Linked DNA regions of Rattus norvegicus: region 2 is linked to region 1. The links are chromatin contacts, called in public Hi-C maps. All regions are on one chromosome and are shown on one strand. The core of a region is the stretch at or near the end of the contact, and the rest is flanking DNA. Distances in the headings are between cores, read along the strand shown.

What was found. A called contact is a pair of places that touch in the nucleus more often than the background predicts.
Region 2: a Hi-C map of Schwann cells shows a contact between it and region 1, with 2.2 times the contacts expected there. The contact joins the promoter of Cep120 here to the enhancer-like site in region 1.

Annotation. Positions count from the first base shown.
Region 1 is chr18:49,348,760-49,353,385 of GRCr8, forward strand. It overlaps Cep120 (centrosomal protein 120), which reads right to left. Exons shown (of 21, transcript NM_001191697.1): 17 at 3,498-3,659. Among named protein-coding and RNA genes, the nearest start is that of Cep120, 37 kb to the right of the region's middle. Within about 2 kb of position 2,387, at least 14 of the 93 cell types and tissues checked have an H3K27ac peak or open chromatin away from gene starts, as enhancers often do. A contact at or near this core is called in Schwann cells, where this site is marked.
Region 2 is chr18:49,386,140-49,391,174 of GRCr8, forward strand. Cep120 (centrosomal protein 120) reads right to left here and starts at 2,104. Exons shown (of 21, transcript NM_001191697.1): 1 at 2,007-2,104; 2 at 1,802-1,867. The coding sequence starts at 1,850. It overlaps LOC134483022 (a long non-coding RNA gene), which reads left to right and starts at 18. Exons shown (of 2, transcript XR_010059821.1): 1 at 18-65; 2 at 898-1,051.

The DNA.
Region 1 (4,626 bases), core at 1,137-3,636:
AAAGAGAAAGTATATTATAGCAATTACAAGCAAAACTTGATTCTGCACAATCTGATTTAACAGTGTCATTACTATTCTGAAACATGTTATGATAGAACATTTGGAAAACACATAAAAAAAGAAAATGGTCAGTATTTAAGAATTCAGCAAATTAATTAACAGAAAAGCTTTTTCTGTTTTTAAACTAGGTAAAAAAATTAAGGATCGAAGGACCTAACACCTGAAGGAATGCCAAAGACACCAGGGGCTAACCAGGGGCAGGGACTTCTCATCCTACAGAACTGGCTCTGACGACAGCTCCTAATACTTGGTAAGTTATTGGGGCGTGCAAGGAAGCTACCTATCTGACGGGGCAGACAGGTAGTGGGTGGCCTTGATTAAACAGTGTAACTGAGGGCAGAAAGACATTCATTTTGACTGACGATGGTGGCTACATAATCTATGTAACACTTGTAATTCTAATGCTTGAGAGGGCAAAGTAGGAAGACAGCCCTAATGTTGGAGGTAAGCTAGGGAACACAATGAGTTCCGGGCTATGCTGAGCTACTGGGCATCTTAAAGGGCAAGTAAACAAAAGCATATAATAATGTATAAGATCTTTGCTAATGTAGATTAAAATGCAAATGACAATTGTTGAGGGTGACTTCTGAAAACATACACTGATGTCGCAGTTGGACAAACCCACGGGCTTTTTCTATGACGTCAGATGTAATTAAGCTGAAACACTGACTAGTTATGTGGCTAAGGTACAACTTAAACCAACACTGATGAACTTTACCCCAGCACAAGCATGGCGTGACGCACTTGTGAGTTGCGTGGATGGTCCTGAAGAAGCATCAGCATCTTTAGAAGAAGCTGCCCCCAATATAAAAAGTTTCCACATAATTCATTTTCCAAAACCAGCAAAAACCATTTGGAAATGATCTTGCTTGTAAAAATACATTTGTTTTGTGTGCATGATGTACGTGTTTGTATGTGTATACATACGTGTAGAGGCCAGAGGTCAACATTAGCATCTTTTTCAACTCTTTTCCAACTTACACTGTGAAAGAGGTCTTTTATTGAACCTGCAGCTCTCACAGACTGACTAGCTGGGCTGGATAGCAGTGAGGGGCCCTCCTGTCTCCCTCCCTGCACTGGGATTATAGTGCATTGTCACCGTGCCCAGCTTTTGACAAGGGTGCGTGGCATCCCAACTCAGGTCCACATGTTTGCCTGGCAAACACTCTCTCTGACCAAGACATGTTCCTAGTCTCCACTTTTATATTTTAAACAAAAAATGTACTAATAGTAAGTGCATCTGGTTCTTCACCACTCGAGGACATCATCCCAAGCAACTACAGCTGTCACATTGCAATTGTAGAGATACGGGCTTCGAGGGCAGAGGACAGTCCCTGGGAGGGAGGCCATCATCACTGCCATGACCCAGAGCTCTGGTGCCTGCTCTCACTTGAACACAAATAGGTTTACCTTCTTCACTTCTCTTTATGCTTAACTGTCTCTTCTACCAGTCTAACTGAAATGCCACATTTAATATATGCAACCACGTCAACATAATGACCCCAAATTTCCCTTACGCATTTCCCATGAGCAAATTGGATAATTCAGAAACTGGTGAAGTTTCTCCCCTGATAAAAACTGAGCTTAAAGAATAAAGATGTGCCTTCAATAATTTTTCCAAGTTACCAATTTTCACACCGAGACTCTTGTACAGGAGAACTGTGAGTCAGTGGCACCATCTTGGGGTGGACTGACAGAGTACATGACAGAGAGTGGGCCCAGCGTGTGCGCCAAGCACTCTCTCGACTGCTGCTGCTGCTTTTGCTCTAGGCACCCAAACCTTGAACTGGAAGAACACTAATACTGGTGGACCCCATGACAAACATCCACTTTTATATGGTGAGAAAGACCCTCGGTAACAACCAAATGAACAATGTGGGCGAGAGCCCTGAGCTACAATTGTAAACTTCATGACAGGGGGCCCTGTAGCATTCATCATACACATCTAATCCACACTGAAATTTTTCGAGAAAGAAGTTGCATTTTTAACAGCCTGATCTTTCCCTCCCTTTTCTACAAATATTCATTGAGTTCCTATCACTGCCGACAGCAGGCTGGACTCCAGGACAGAACTATAAACAACGAGGGTTTTATGGAGCAACAATCTGAGACTGATTAAGTGATCACTAAATGAAAAAAAACTGGCACGTTGTAAAGAAAAGGAGCAAGAAAGCGATATTCCAGGAGTACATTTAACATAAGCTTGAAAATATTATTTGGGTAAGTGATATTTTACTGTAAGTAAAGGAAGGACTCAGAATACACAGGGCCCATGGAAAACAGAACACAATGAGGTCTTGTGGGAAAGGCTGCCATGGCTTAGCTGAGCCATAAAAATGTGCCCTGAGGGCTGCCCGACTGGATTCTGAGCAGCCCAGACGGAACATAGAGAATAGTGAGTAACGGCCGGGGGTTATCTGGGAAGGCAGTCTAGCAGCACGGACCTACTGTGCTGTTGAGGCTGGTTTGTGTGGGCTTTATCCAGGAACTCAATAACCAAAGGCGGGGTAGAAACCCCAGGCCAGGATTTCAATAATTTTCTACTACAAGGCAGAGGTGCAGAGTGGGGATGACATCAGACAGACAGACAGACAGATGGGTAGAGGTTCGTGATCCTCATCGTTCCCTATAAACGGTGAGATGGCAGTAGTAGGTTTCAAGTGTGTTATGCTTCCCAATTTTCAAAACTACCCTGCTGCACCATAAGTTCAGATGGCCATCACTGACATATATGACACTGTGCACTGTGTGTGCCAAGTGGGGCTGGAGAGGCTGCCGCTGAAGCATGAACTCGGCAAGAATAACGGGAAGACATACTGGTTTAAAGCGCCTTAAACATGTCCAGGTAAGGTGAAGGACTCAAAGCAGCAATCTGACATGGAAGACGAGTGCAGAGAAAGGTCTTGAATATAAATGTGGAGCAAGCTGAAAGCCTAGTGCCTAGAAAGAAGGCTGCAGACAGCACAGGAGGCCTGAGGGTGGAGGAAGGTAGGGCAGTAACAGCAAGAGAGGTTCTGCGAGACCAGCAACAACAGACCCAGCCATGAGGGGACTGTAACAACTGCATACAGGTGTGGGCATATGAAGGGACCGTGATGAACAAGAGGACAGCAGAACTCTGCTTTCAAAATGCAGGTTCTGGAAAGCACTGAACTGTTTTAGAACACTTAAGGCATTAGTGTCCTAATGGATGTCAACATTGTTAAAAAGAGATTTACTGAAAAAAACTCTTTAATTTTAAGTTACCTGGAATGAACATTTCACAAAAATGGTTCTAAGAATAAGAAAATTATACTAACACAGTCCTTGGCTTTAACTTTTGAAAAAACGAAATCCAACTTCAGTTGGACTCTCTGGGCAGTGACTACAGCAGTCCAAATCACAGTGGTGTCAGCACTTCACAGTGAAGCATTTCTAGAAGTAGACAGTTCTAGCACCTGCTGCTGAAGGCGGTGTTTGTCCTCTTCCAGCTGCTTCAGCTTCAGCCTCTCCAGCTCCACTTGGTGCACGCAGTCGTCTCTGGCCCTTCGGACAGAGTCCTGCAGCTCTTGAAGGTTCCGCTCTCGTTCTAACTGCAGTTCCTTTCTCTCTCTTTGAAGCTGAAAAGAAAAGCACATTAGGTGGCTAGCTTATCACCACCAGCATAGTCCACCTTAGATCAGTCAGCATTCAAAACAGTACATACTGAGCTGGGGAGACAGTTCAGTCCATAAAGTAGCTGTCGTATAGCAACACTGACCCAAGCAAGGCTCCCAGCACCCACAGAAGAGCACAGTTGCTGGAGTACACAGTATTAAGTCTGTATCATTCAACTGTTAATGCTGTACCCACAGAGAGCTGAGTACCCAGTGACTTTGGTATTGTCATTCTTATGTCTCATCAACCACCTCAGTATGCTGTAAATAATTATACCTTCCTCACTTGCCGATTGGTTTAATGAAGAGCTGATGGCCAATAGCTGGGCAAGAAAGGTGGGACTTCCAGTCTGAGAGAGGGCCTCTGGGAGAAGAATCAGAGGCAGGAGGATTCACCAGCAGAACATGGAGGCCGAGAAAGCTGGACGTACCAGAGAAAGAGGGGTAACGGAGACATGGACTAGTATGGTAGGTTAACTAAGCAGATGAGCTAGCTGGGAGGTAGCCTAAGCTATAATAAAATTAATAAGTCTCCATGTTATTCTCCTGGTGGGTCCAAGAAATCCCACTACATTTGGCACCCAATGTGTGGCAAGAAATCCAAGCTTAGAACACTATTCAGGTATTAGGCACCCCACCTCCACTCTACACAGTGGTGCCCACTACCAGTGCTGGGGAGGAAGAGACAGGAGTTCTATAGCAAGTCCAGTCTGCTTGATGAGCGCTAAGCTAATGAGACCTTGTTTCAAATAGTTGATGGTATTCCTTAGAATGCCTCAAGGCTGTCCTCTAGCCTCCAACAGCATGTGCACACAAGTGCCCATGCATGTCAAATGAATGCATATAAAACAAAGAATATCTGTAAACTTGCTTCACGTACTCTTTAGTTATTAGACTTAAATGTTTATGTATATTTTCAATCACTCAATGG
Region 2 (5,035 bases), core at 854-3,353, 37 kb after region 1:
TCCTAGGTGCCCAGGTTGATGTAAACACTGCCAGAGCTGGGGAGAGGACGGCATGCCAGTTTTAGGTGTGTTTGTACTAACAACCTAACCAAAATCCCTGATTCCTGGTTCTATTTCCTGAATATAACTCTTAAACCAAACACCAGTAAAGTTCATTTTTCTAAGTAGGACTATAGGCACAAATGCTTTTCTTAGAATAACACCCTCCTTGGCTTCCAAGGTCCTCCAAAGTCGATTCACTCTGGTTCTTTCTGACCAAGTACAATATTCCCAAATATTGTACCTTCCTCTTGTGCCTTCCTTCCACTCCAATTATTCTGGCTTCTCTGGTCACCAGAAATGACTTTCTTCTACCCTTGTCTGTCTAGTGCTCAAGAAAGAAGCTACTTCAATCACTACTCCTACTGCCAAACCCACGTTTATGGTCTACATCACACAGTTATTATAGTGTAGCCTAACATATAGTGTCTTACACCATAATTTGTTTATCCCAAGTAAACAGACCCCAGTATCTAGGAAGGCAGGAAATCACATTTTTTTCCATAGAGAAGGGCCCAGTTCTAAATTTAACAGCCTCTATCAACCAATTAGAAGATTATTTGAGTCTTGTGGGGTTTGGTTTATTTGGGAGTTTTTTTATTTGTTTGTTCAGTGGGGTGCAGCAAATCATTAGTAGACCAGGTTGGCCTTGACCTCACAGGGATTAGCCTTCTCTCAGCCACTCAAGTGCTGGGATTAAAGGCCTGAGCTACCACTTCCTGCACAATCCTGTGTTTTTAAGCAATAAAGAAACAATTATTATTGTCCCTATTGTTTAATAGCCTCTGGTCAATTTCTTATTCCAAAACTCAGAAGCTATTTTTACACTGTATTTCTTTTTTCCCTTTTCTCAAACAGGATCAGACTTCTCCCAAGGGGAGAAGGGCTGAACCAACACCCGTGGTTTAAACTCTCATAACTGACAACCTGCTCTAGTTTACGAAACAACCTCACTTGGTCCCCACTCAGCTAACGACGATGAATCGAAGCAACATTTGCTGAATGAAGCTGAGAGCAAAGCATGTCTTTTTTCCCACATCTTCAGTGCTTTATGCGGCTCAACAGACCATCTGAAAAGCCTCTGTCATCTGACCCATTCCTAATTAGCTTCAAGATCCACATAACTGCCAACTCCTCAGGAAAGCATTCCCCAAAAAGGGTGGTCATCCCAGCATGACCCACTGCCCACTTTACTTACTCTCTAAGCTTCCAGACCTAGAGTCATCTGCATTGCCAGCACAGCACCTGACGTTCAGTAAGTCCCCGATAAACTCACTCAACAAACATGCAAGGATCATTTAACACCCCAACCACGGTAGTCCCCTAGGTAGGCCATCAAGACATGTGAAGGGAACAGTCTCGGCAATACATCTGAAATGGTACAAAGCCTGTATTAAAGTCAATGGCAAAGTTCTTACAAATGGTATTAGCGGGGACTGCTGAACAGAAGGTGCTTTGCAGGCACTTTTAGCTCATATATAAAAGCCATCGACAGGCTGCTTCTGATGGAAATCGTTTTTTCTACATTCTCTGGGGCTACGGCTAGTCACGCTAAATATCACTTATCCCTAATAGCACTCACGCTCCCCGGAGAGATGTTTAAATCAATTGCCTAACAGACCTCGCTCCATGCAACTGAACAAGTCTTCGGGGACCACAAAGGCAGAGATGACAGGGTTCGTAAGGTTAACAAAGCCTCGGTCACACATTACTCTGCTGAGGTTCGGGAAGCAGCAGTTGCAAAAAACCCGAGGCCGCTCACCTTCGAGGATGGATACGACGATGAGCAGCTGGTCGGACTTGGGGACCATGGTCGTGGCGGCGGGGTCTGCAGGAAAGAGGCCGAGTGAGGGGCGCAGGCCGGCCCCGCTCCCCAGGCCGCCGCCCAGGCCCTAACCCAGCCCCGACTCGATGAAGGCTGCTCCGCTGCCTGGCCCTGCTCCCCAACAAGCCCGCCGCCCCGGCACCTTTTGCCGCCTGCTAAGCCGCTATTCAAACGCCCGGGCAGCCGCAGCGGACGCCGCCGCGCCCCGCTTCCGCCTAGCAACCAGGCCCGCGGGCCGAGAGCCCGGGGGAGGTTGGAGGACAAAGGGCGATAGAGACCAGGGCGGTCGAGGATAGAACGCCCATCAGCCGGCTTCACCTCCCGCCCTTTGACGCTCTTTCCAAGAGCCCTGGGAAAACACGACAGCATTAGCCCGCAGCGCCGCCTGCTGGTCGCATGCGGAAAGGCAGGAGACTTGAACCATCACTATCCTCCCGCCCCCGTCTCAGGCTGCGCAAGCGCACCGTAGCTCTAAACGCTTCCCGGTTCTGTGTAGTTTTTCTCTTTAAATGAGTAGGAGGGCAGTGTGTTTTGAGGGTTTTGCTCGGCGGTAATCTGAGAAATAAAGCAATAGCGTTTTTAATGCTAGTTCTCAGGCATCTGAGACCGAACGTATTGTCACGAAAAAAAATAATGGCCTGAGTGTGAACCGCTCATGCTCATCACTTCAACTGTTGGTCCTATGAAAACAAGTAGCGTCAATGCGGTAGTTACTGTAACTGCTGGCGCTGACGTAATCTCTCCCAGATTAAGCAATACTTTAGAAACGTCTCTAAAAAGAGGGGGAGAGAGGAAAAACACATTGTCACGTGGGCGAGAATATTTAAAGGAGTAGGTTCTATGCAGACATAGTAAATTTGCAAATCAAGGCCAAAAGTTAACGAGGGGAAAGTGCCGTGAACCCACATTTCCCCTTCCGATTTCAAACTTTGGGGGACGGGGGAGATAACATGGATTTTGAAGATTATCTAACTAAAAAGCGAATCGGTTGGAGCCGTCGTGGACACTGTTAGCGTTAAAATTTGCAAGAATTCCGCCCGGAAAGTCAAAAGTAACAGATAATACGGCAAAAAATAAACTAGCTGAAGTGAGGTCTCAGGAGGTAGAGGACTAAGTGTGCTAACACCTGCTGCTTTCTTGCTCTGTAAACCTAGAAGATGTTTTGAGTGCAATAATAATTCGATCTCTGAGCCCTGCTGCTGTCTTCTACACTGTTCTTTCTCTTCTTTGTCTCCAAAAGAAAAGGATATGGAGACTGAGCTAGATTACCTGTAAAGCCCTTCAGGGATCCGGAGAGTTTTACCTGAAATGTGGTATTCATATAAAGCTAAAATGACGTTCAGTTTTGTGTGCGTTGTTGAGCGCTGTGCTCTTTTGTGGTGGATATCTAAAAGTAAGAAGAATCACAGCTGGCTTATGTGAAAAGCAGTTTTTTGTTTTTTGTTTTTTTTTTTTACCAAGGTGTTATATTAAATGCTAGTTACTTTTACATGAATACTTTTACATGATAATTCTTTTACATGAATAATCTCATGACTTAATCGCTATAAAAACTGACCTTCTATAATTTATAGTTTTTATTTAAAACATACACTTATTTTCCTTGAGGATTTCCATCAAGGCTGAAAACCCAGATTAGATTATCACTACATTCCAGAAAATAGTCACACCACTAAAAAAAAATCTGTAACATTAATCAAATGAAGTAAGATGAGGGGTGGGAGGACGTGGAGAGATAGTGTCAAAGTTAATAGTACTTGATGCTCTTCCACAGGGCTTGAGTTCAGTTCCTGACACCCAGGCAGGCAACTCCCAATTATCTGTAATTCCAGAGCCATGGAATTGCAACGACCTCTCTGACTTCCAAGAGCACACGAATACACACACACACACACACACACACACACACACACACACACACACACACAGTTTTTCTTGTAGTAAAATTTTTTGATATATCTCTCGTTTCCAAACTCTGTGTGTGTGTGTGTGTGTGTTTGTGTGTGTGTGTGTGTGTGTGTGTGTGTGGTGGGGCACACTTACAGGTCAGAGGACAACTTCTGGAAGTCAGTTCTCTCTTACTATGTGGGATCCTAGGGATCAGACTCAGGTCGCCAAGCGTGACCTGGCAGCAGGTGCCTTTACTTGCCCTGCCATTGCAGTAGCGTTTCAGCTCTCTGCATCAGGATCTCCTCTCTAAATGTCGTTGTTTGTAAAGTCCCCTCCCTGGAGCTGCCGAAAAGTTGCCAGCATCATTTGCGTGGTACCTTTATTTTCACAGACTGCACACAGTTAATGACATGGAAGTTGCCGTCTACAAATGGACCGTAATATTCCATCATCATCTAAGTCCGCAGTTCCGTAATCTAATTCCCTTCTTGGTGTCTAAACAACAAGAGGCTTTGGTTCTAGCATAAAGCATCACATATTAGGTTAAGTCCATGAGAGGAAATTTTATTACAGGCTTATGAAGTACCAATTACTGCATCCGAATACATAAAAAACTGTTTATAGCATATGTAAATTGTATCTGTTAAACAATGGAAGGTTCATCGCACTATGAGCATACAAAGCGTGCAAATTCAAACTGACAGTCACTGAATTCACTAACCTGCCGGCCTACTAGCTTTCTATTTCTATAAATTTCTGCAATCGAAAGGGCATCGGTTTATAGCAAGCTCCTTTTTTCTATATCTATTTCATATTCTGGATAAATCCTGATGTGTAGTATTTTTATGCTTTATTTTCAACAACTTCTAGGGAGAAGAAATTAGAAATTATATTAGTATTTCCTGTCTTCACACCATCTCCGTATATATAAACAGGCCCATATATATACTATATGTATATATGTATATATATGTTATATAATATATATAATATTAATAAAACTAAGCCAAGCTCCCTGGACTAATAAAATTAACACACTTATTGACTAGCTGTTGTTTGTAAAAATGTGATACCAAAAACTGACTTTTGAGAACTGCTTAGAAAATCAGCCTCCATTTGGAAGAAGGATTTGGAAGAGCTGGGTGTGGAGGGATAAACCCTTGTAATATCAGTACTCAAGAGGCTGAAGCAGGGGGATTCCTGTAAATTTTGGGCCAACCTGGGCTATCGAGGGAGACCCTGCCTCTAAATCAGAAAGACAACTGCTCTGAGGCTCAGGCC